3 separate regions of the Danio rerio genome follow, and all the other regions are linked to region 3. The links are chromatin contacts, called in public Hi-C and HiCAR-type maps. All regions are on one chromosome and are shown on one strand. Each heading gives the region's core, a stretch centred on a gene start, on an enhancer-like site or on the middle of the called end of the contact. The rest is flanking DNA. Distances are from core to core; before and after follow the strand shown.

The links. A called contact is a pair of places that touch in the nucleus more often than the background predicts. HiCAR-type assays count read pairs that join an accessible place to other places.
Region 1: a contact with region 3 is called in a Hi-C map of hematopoietic stem cells, with 3 times the contacts expected there. The contact joins the promoter of erbin here to the promoter of zfand5b in region 3. A contact is called at or near these places in 9 of 18 Hi-C or Micro-C datasets (caudal fin, embryo, hematopoietic stem cells and 2 more) and 3 of 4 datasets of contacts at active chromatin or transcription factors (caudal fin, embryo and gastrula embryo).
Region 2: a contact with region 3 is called in a HiCAR-type map of caudal fin, with 7 times the contacts expected there. The contact joins the promoter of sgtb here to the promoter of zfand5b in region 3. A contact is called at or near these places in 2 of 4 datasets of contacts at active chromatin or transcription factors (caudal fin and gastrula embryo).

Annotation. Positions count from the first base shown.
Region 1 is chr10:17,733,235-17,736,382 of GRCz12tu, reverse strand. erbin (erbb2 interacting protein) reads right to left here and starts at 1,278. Exons shown (of 24, transcript NM_001193543.1): 1 at 844-1,278.
Region 2 is chr10:17,684,188-17,687,507 of GRCz12tu, reverse strand. sgtb (small glutamine rich tetratricopeptide repeat co-chaperone beta) reads left to right here and starts at 1,791. Exons shown (of 12, transcript NM_001002225.2): 1 at 1,791-1,891. The coding sequence starts at 1,855.
Region 3 is chr10:17,881,593-17,884,665 of GRCz12tu, reverse strand. It overlaps zfand5b (zinc finger, AN1-type domain 5b), which reads right to left and starts at 1,267. Exons shown (of 5, transcript NM_200949.1): 1 at 1,156-1,267. It also overlaps a transcript of erbin not described here.

The DNA.
Region 1 (3,148 bases), core at 29-2,528, 150 kb after region 3:
TTCATCATGAGTTTGAATGGGGCCTAAAATGAGCATAACCCCACAGACTGTCCGACGTTTGGAGTCATCGCAGAGCTCCTGAACAAGCCCTGATTCACCGATTTCGATCATTACACTCTCAAAGCCTTTAATAACTACTGAAACGCTAATCTGATCACTAAGCGAAAGGATCTGCTCATAGTAATCGTAAACCATCAACACGACCTCTGTTTTTTTTTTACCTACACAACCTGTTCCGAGCAGGAAGTGATTTTGAAACAAAGCAAAGGCATGAAACGTTAATGTTTCAGTGTGATTTGGAGTGATAGAGTGACAGTAAATTACTCATTACACATTATAAACGAGACACTGCAGCAGCAGATATACCGCGTTAACCACACGGTGTATTCAATAGGAGACAGAACAGAAAACAGGATGTGTTGAGAGATAGAGGTTACTGTACAGTATTTTCAACAATCAAACCTCACATTCGAAAATTAATAACTAAATTCATGTCAATTCTAAATCATTGAGTACGTTAAAGTGTGTTTTTTGTTTTGTGATATAACACGTTATGCATAGTAACGTTACATATGCCCAAACGGAGAGCACTGTAAACACCTCGCGTCTAACGTTAGACTCTAACTATGATAATACACTCGCTTCGTTGGCAATATTCTAATGTATGAATATGTACACATCGAAAACAAAAAGTAGGTCAATTATAAACAACGATGTTAATAAGAAATAGGAATTGGACACCAAACAAACGTCCCCCAGCGTTCGTTCTTAGCATTATCTGGCTAACGCTGAGGAAGACACCAACCAAACCGCTGAAGGACAAATAAAATGTCTTGTACTCACCTTAAACTAAACCTTTCCGTTATTTTCCTTTCATTTACGAGGGGGGAAATCATTCAGCTAATCCATGAGGGTTAGTTCACGACTGGAGACACGGAAAAACATCACAAAGCCCACGAGAAACAGCGCTAGATGCTGGAAAGCCGAAGAAAGCTGCTGCTAGCTGAGCGAGCTAATGCATTCTTCACCTCACAGCGCGACGGAAAGTTGCTCACAGCTGCTTGAAGTTTTCTGGCTGTTGCAAAAAATATAGATGGTTTGACGAGACAAGAGGGTAACAAAAACAGAGTCCGTACGGTAAAAAGCGACCACAGAGGTCGCCGAGATCATGAATTTACATTGAGCCGCGAAGGAGCAGTCATTGAAGTGATGGAGTAGTGAAAGCAGCGCTCGAGCACTGGCCAGTCTGCACTACAGTTGTGCTAATGGTGATGTTCTGAATCGCCCTTCTGAATCGGTTCTCTTGAACGATTCGATTTGACCGGTAGCGAAGCTTTTAGTCTGTTAAAGGGACATTTCACTCAAAAAGAAAAATAAATATTTTTTTTATTTTGCAGAAATAAAAATAATTTTTTTAATCAATTTGTGTATGAAATAGAAAATTAAATATATTTATTTGACTCTCCACTTTAGCCAAACCTGTTCAAGTTTCTTCTATTCAACAATAAAGATAATTTATTTATTTTAAAACTTAAAATAGAAATTTGGAACCTCTTGAAGAGAGTAAATTACAATTTTGGGGTGAACTACCCCTTTAAATTCCTTATTAAATGAAAATTATAAAGAGGCAATTTATATAGAAATATAAATATAATATTCTAAAATATTATTTGACATTATAGGTGACATTATTAATATGTATATTATATTATTTATAAAAGACAATATTATTTTTTTAATATCTATATTTGTTTGTTTTATGGTGATTGTGTTAAACTACGAATCAATGTGGTTAATGGATTTAATTACTTTTACATACAATTTTGTAAAATGTATTTATTAAAATGCATTTAATATATATATGAATTATTATTAATACATTTATATTATTATTTACAATCTAAATTATTTTAGTATTTTTACATATTTGTTTTGTTGTTTAATTTAATGGATGTTTTATTTATTTTACTATTTTTATTTAATAGATTGAATCATTGTGGTAGGCCTCAATTATATAATACTAAATTTTAAAACAATGAATAAAATGTATATAATATGGTCACTTATTTTCTCTATATTTGTATATTAGTGTAGTAGTTTGTTATAAAATAGTTGCAGTAGTTTATTAGAGTATGTAAAACTCCTAACTGTACCAAACACTGTCCAAGACGCCATTAATTATTCTAGTTTTTGTTTCTTGGCGAACAATACATTCACACTATCACGTAATTTTTTCAGCACAAAAACTAAAACAGGGCGACACGGTGGCTCAGTGGTTAGCATTGTCCCCTCACAGCAAGACCACTGGTTTGAGTCCTGACTGGGTCAGTTCAGTTGGCATTTCTGTCTGGAGTTTGTCTCACCGTGTTGGCGTGGGCAAGGGCGGATTAATGATTTTGTCGGCCTTAAGCAATACCAGCCATAGTGCCCAAGTCCTGAAATGCACCCATTCAACTTTTATTTAATATTTTATTAAAAATTTTAATCATTATTTAGTTTTCTTAAAATACATTTTCAAAAAAAAAAGAAAAAAAATTGATGGATATTTAGTTTTTGATTTTATTATTACTACATAACATTAAACTATTAAATAAAATTATATTTGATTGTATATAAATAATATTTCATTACATTAAAATTGTATTTGTTTAACTCACCACAAAATATGGTATAAAACGATGTTATATATAGTTTATAGTAATAATTTATGCTTCTAAATATTTCTGGGGTGGCCCCAAATTTTCTGGGACTTTAAGCTGCCAGTTACCTCACTTAAGTTACTGGTTAGATCCGCCCCTGGGCCTGGATTTCTTCCGGGTGCTCCGGTTTCCTTCACAGTCCAGAGGCATGCAGTACAGGTGAATTGAATAAACTAAATTGACTGTTGTGTATGAGTGTGAATGGGTGTGTAAGGGTTTTCCAGTACTGGGTTCTTGCTGGAAGGGTATCCACTGTGTAAAATATACGCTGAATAAGTTGGCGGTTCATTCGTCTGTGGCGACCCGTGATGACTATGCCTAAGGAAAATGAATGAATGAAAAACTAAAACAACCAAGGTTTGCTGAAATGAGTCGTTCGAACGAACCGACTCGCTAAGCTGAATCATACTGCTCAACGACACAGACGAATGTGAAAGGGAAATCATCAG
Region 2 (3,320 bases), core at 542-3,041, 200 kb after region 3:
ACGTCTGTGTCTAGCGTAAAGTCATGCATGCTGCTTTTCAGTGTAGTGGATTTTTATTTTTTTTCAAATTACAACATGCTGAGCCTTTACCCCCATTTGATTGGATGACTATTGTCCACTCTCCTGGACTGCAGGCTTTAAATTAGATGAAGTGCTCAGGAACCACAAAAAACATGGGATGACATGTGATGTCCATTGTAATGGACACAGGATACGAAGGAGCTAAAGCTCTTACAAACCTGTGCTACCACTTATAATAAAATTTTAAAGGGATAGTTTACCAAAGAAAATGACTTACTCACTATTACTCTCCCTCAAGTGGATCCAAATCTGCTTAAGTTTCCACTGTTGAACACAAAACAAGATATTTTGAAAAAAGCTGAAAAAACATTGACTTCCATAAGACAAACGAATAGAAGTTAATGGATTCAGATCTTTCAAAATATCTTGTTTAACAAAGGAAGAAACTCAAATAGGTTTGAAAGAAGACTACATAAATGATGACAGAATTGCCATTTTAAACATTTTATTTATATACGAATTTAGTCAGGGGCGACACAGTGGCTCAGCGGTAAGCACTGTCACCTCACAGCAAGAAGTTTGCTGATTCAGGCCTGGTTTCCCCCACAGTCCAAAGCCATGCGCTAGGTGAATTGAATAAACTAAATTGACCGTAGTGTATGTGTGTGATTGAGAGTGTATGGGTGTTTCCCAGTACTGGGTTGCAACCGTAAGGGTATCATATGCTGGATAAATTGATGGTTCATCCCACTGTGATGACTCCTGATAATTAAAGAGACTAAACCAAATAAGGAAAATGAATGAATGAATAATTTAGTCAATATATGTTTGCTTTATATAGCAGTCTGTGATGTAGGCCTATTGTATCATTTGCTGACTTGCTGCTGTACTATGACCGAAAAAGGGACATTAATTAGTATCAATTATAATTGGTGCTCATCGCTCAGTCATTAAAATGGTTATTATTATTATAAGTTAAATATGTTTCATATTTCCTGCTTCATATTTTGAGGGCTTTGACACTTTAATAATCATGATTCTCCACAAAACTCTGAAGCAGCACAACTGTTTTCTTCTTATAATAATCAGTAATGTTTCTAGACTCGAGCATATCATTTTAGGCGCGATTTCTAATGGCTTGTATTAAACTGAAGACTGAGTCATTTTTTGTTTTCATATAGTCACAATACATTGTGTGGGGCGGCACGATGGCTCAGTGGTTAGCTCTATCACCTCACAGAAAGAAGGTCGCTGGTTTGAGTCCTGGCAGGACCAGTGGGCTTTTCTGAGTGGAGTTTGCATGTTTTCCCCGTGTTCGTGTAGGTTTTCTCCGGGTGTTACGGTTTCCCCACAGTCCAAAGCATGAGCTATAGATGAATTGAATAAACTAAATTAGCTGTAGTGTGTGTGTGAATGTGAGTGTAGCCTATGGACGTTACCCAGTAAAGTTAGCTACTGGGTTGTGGCTGGAAGGACATTCACTGTGTAAAACAATAGTTGGCAGTTCATTCCGCTGTGGCGGCCTTTGAAATTAGTCTCTCTGAAATAGAGACTAAGCTGAAGGAAAATGAATGAATTTTGGTATGAAATTTTTTGACACATCATCTCTTGTAACTGACTATAAATTATTAAAACTACATTGAGTTATAATATTTATCAAAGGTTTTATTAAATATAAAATGAATAATTAATTTTATATAGAAAGCTAAACTCGCGTCTTATACGTAATAAGATTATGAATAAAACTCTTCATGGTGGTGGTGATCCTCGACCAGTCATTTCCGTCAGTGATGCGCGTGCGCAGTGCTGAGCATCAGTGTCACGAGAGTGTTCATGACTGTGGAGCGAGCGCTGCGGGCACTTTCTCCAGGTAGGTGGGCGGGGGCGCGCACAGCATCCACAACACTATAATGTTATTGATATTTTTACGCTTTATGAGAAATGCGAAGCTATTGAAGAAGAGTACCAGAGGTTTCTCTTTCCGTGCGTTAAATAAACTGCGAACGTGTTCAGCCATTGCACAGCCCCCTGCAATCTGTGTAAAGCAGTGTAAACACGGACCATCTGTGATGCACACACTAGTGCTGATCTGCGATATGGGTGTATTTAGAAATATACAGGAGGTTTAATGATGTTTCATGTTGTAGGGTGACATTTTGATTCAGTTGTTGTCAGCATTACATCATAACTGCATCATATGTTTTGGCTTTTGTTATCTAGGGACGTATGTTGTGCTTGACTGTGTATCGCAGCTGTGTGAAAGTATTATGTATATTCTGTAAGAGTGGCACCAGAAGTATTTATGTGTCAAATATGGCTTTGATGATCAGAAGCTTATAAAATAATTCATAGGTGAACGTTATGTAATTAACCCCTGCAACAACACACACAGCAGCATTATGTATACAACGTTAACATAAACATACTTAACCCTATGGTATTGTTTATATCACACATGTGTTTGATGGCCAAAACAATGATTTTAATGATACAATAGTTGTATTTTTATAAAAATGTAAATGTTTTTTTTTTCATTTTTGCTATTTTGGATTTTATGGTACTAAAATAGTCACATTTATTTTGGACAATTATTTCATATTCTAATGCAATGGGTGCTATTTATTAAAATTAATGCTGTGCTTGAGTTTTATAATACAAGTACTTAAAGTATGTGAAATTCTTTAGAGGGAAATTAGTGCCACTCAGTGGGTAGACTATTTGTTCATGAGCACTTTTGCAATGTGCTATTGACTTATACAGCACTTCAACAGAGAACTTAATATTGAGTGAATTTGTATGATCTGTTCTCTGTTTTGTTTCCCCAGAGCATTGAACATTGTGTCTCAAAGTAACAATGTGGTGTTTCGTTTCTCAATGAATCTGCCATCTGCGATCATTTAGCATATTTGAAACAAGTCCACGGTTTTCTGACTGTATGTTTGCATAGCGAGTGCTGCAAAAGTCACAAACTTTCATACCATTCTGTTGAATTTACAATATAAAACAAATAGTTTTGTCTGAATAAGACCAGAGGGTTAAGTACTGTATATTAATATATCAGTAAAGATTTTAAGCCAACATCTTAAAAATGGAAACATTGATGTAATACTCAACACTGATGAGGAGTAAAACTAGATATTGACAGAGCTTGTGATGAAGATGAAGTTGTTTTTTCATGTTAAATTCGCATAGCAAGTGCTACAAAGTCAACACATTTCATAGCATTCAAGGGAAGTTCTGTTCTTTTTTTTTATCAAGAACATTTTGGGAATTAGAAAATGCAATGGTGATATTATATT
Region 3 (3,073 bases), core at 18-2,517:
CAACAGAAAAGTGATCACTCAATACACCAACATGAAGAAACAGCTTAGGCCAAGTCTAATAATGTGCTATGCAGGCAATGTAAACATTGTATGTGTGCGTTATACACGATGTAAGTGTATTTCTATACGAGTATTTAGTGCTATATCAGTGTTTAAGGCCTCATAGTGAAATCCACTGAGTCATGCTAACTTTAGCATCATGGCTAACAAACATAGTCGCATTTAAAGCTCATAATTGACAAAACCCAAGCTCTGGCAGCCTCAGATTGTGTGCTGCGCTCAGTCTGGAGGGTTTGTGGTGGTGAATGGGTCTGGATGGACGGTAATGTGGTTGTTTAGCTGTTATATATCTGGGTCAGGGTGAAATGCTTTGTGCTCTCCTTTGTTTCGAGCACTCTTCCTGTTTGAGCCAAAGTGCAAACAGTGTTCATAAAAACGCAAGGATTTGCTAACAAAAAGGTGAACTTTGAACAAATCTGACAAAATATTACTAAACACAGAGGGTAACGTTAAATTATTTTTAAAGACGTTTATTCGTACACACAGTGACAAACATTTGAGCTAACGTTAATGAGAACCAAGGAGTCCTTTGGATTTCCTGTACACTATCTCGCTAAATAAACAAAAAGAGACCAAATAAAAACGATAGCATTAATAGAACGAATAAATTACTAAATTAATGATATAAATACATTCATGACTATCAAGCTGGTCTGAATAAATACTCAAAGCCAAGCTAACGTTAGCTGCTAACGTACAAACGGTCTCATTTTTTCTTCTCGACGTTCCCTAAGAACAAAATCAATCGAAACGCGGAGCAAACAGTATGTTAAAACGAAAACATAAGTGTTTTAACACGAATCTGTTAATTTCGTTTCGTTTTTTAGCTTTTTAGTTTGAAGGGAACAACAGGCTAATTTGACTAGCTAACATGCTAGCATCGGCTAACAACCATATTTGGCGAAACTCGCCAGGTTCACCAAGTTCATTCCTTTTAGCTATCAACTGACACATTAAACGACTTTACAACGAGGAATAACTGGACAACAGATATATTATGTATAGTAGCAGCTTTTCTACACATTTAACGTGATTCACATCTTGTTATAACGTTAAGACGAGCACTGTAATAGGTGAAGAAAGTGTTTTACTTGCCTTATTTGAGTAAAAAGAGAAGCTCCCAAAGTAAGAGACGGTGTGTATGTGAAACCCTCCGCGGCAGTCTGTGCTGCTAGTCCGCCGATGTGTCCGTTTCGGTGTGTACTATGTGTGTGTTTTTTCGGGCTGCTGTTTGTTGGTTTTCTTTAATAGCTGACCTGACGTCATGGAGATTGACACGTCTTTGAGGCGGGGCTTAGGACGCCAGTCATAACAAGTTGACTGTACAAAAACAACTTCTGCTCTGAAGCAATAACTCTATCGCAATTCGCAACACACTGTACTACACTTGTCAAATACTTGATTTTATTCACTGCAGTTTCCAAATAGGTGAGCTTCTTTTTCTAGAATTTCAAATATTTTTAAGATAAAGTGATACATAAAGGTCAATTAAACAACTTTACCAAGAGGTGAATTTTTTCTTCTTCCAGTGATTTCTGAACAAGTTCTGAGTACTGTAACTGATAAGATAAACAGATCTTACAAACACAAACACACCCTTAAAACGTGCCACGTTACCACAATTTCAGCCCAAATACCTTGATATACCATAGTAAACCATGTGTTTTATTACACAAACTTTAGTTTTTTGTTAAATTATACACCGTTTAATCTCCCTCAAATGGTTCTAAACCTTTATGAGCTTCTCTATGCCACTGAACACAAAAGAAAATAGCTTAAAGAAAGCTGAAAACCTGTAACCATTGACCTCTGTAGTAGAAAAAACAAATGCTATGGAAGTCAATGGTTAGAGGTTACTAGCTTTTTTTAATATAGCTTGTGTTCAACAGAAGAAAGAAACTCAAACATGTTTAGAATAAGTAAAGGATGAGTAAATGATGACAGTATTTTCAGTTTTGGGTGAACTATATTATTAACCATGGTATTTATAATATGATATAGTTATACAAATAATTTATTAACCAATCCAAGGTTGCCTCTTTTACTATACTATTACCACAGTTAACTGCATTGGTTTCAGAATGTGTTTTTTATTTATTAATATTATTATTTAGTAAAATCAGGCACAAAGTTTAATCTTGATCAGATCTTACCTTTTGACAATGTATCAGTATAAGAAAGAAAACAATCTTAGCGCACACTTTCTGTACAGTACATCTGTTTGCTGCAGGTTATTTTTACATCAGCTCTGCTTGTATCAGATGTCGATCTCCACACAGTGATCTGCTGACCCAGAGCTGGCTCTCTGAAGGACACGCTCATTCAGTCAGTACAACATTCTAGTCAAATCCATACCCATTCTAGATTCTGAACACTAGACACCTTAAAATGAAAAAAGTTGCTTAGCTAGACAGCATTTTGGGATGACGTTTTCAATAGGGTCATGTCATTAGGCCAATACCATTTCCTGCTTATTATCAAGCTATTTCATAACTGTAACTAGAGGCACTTCAATCATAACTTAATGTTAAACCTTATTGATCAATATGTGGTTCTTTTGGGATTCTTGGATAGGAAAAAAAGTAAATAAGAAAAAGAGAGTATAACAGGAAAGACATTGGGACCATTGTTTTTGTTTACATCCCCCAAAATGATCTATAACTATTTTCATTCTGCTGGAGCTCGTCTAAACATTTATATATTTTCCTTTAAGTACAAGTATTTCACCGTTGACAAAAGTGACACTTCTTCATTAGATGCTATTTACTATATACAAGTACCAATAAAAAATAAAAAAAACACAGTATTTCTCATTCATTAGGTACTAGTATAGGGGTGGCCAACCCTGTTCCTGGAGAGCCACCTTCCTGCAGATTTCAGTTGCTACCCATATCAAACACACCTGAACCAATTAATTAGGACCTGAACATCACGTGATAATTACAGGCAGGTGTGTTTGATATGGGTTGCAACTGAAATCTGCAGGAAGGTGGCTCTTTAGGAACAGGGTTGG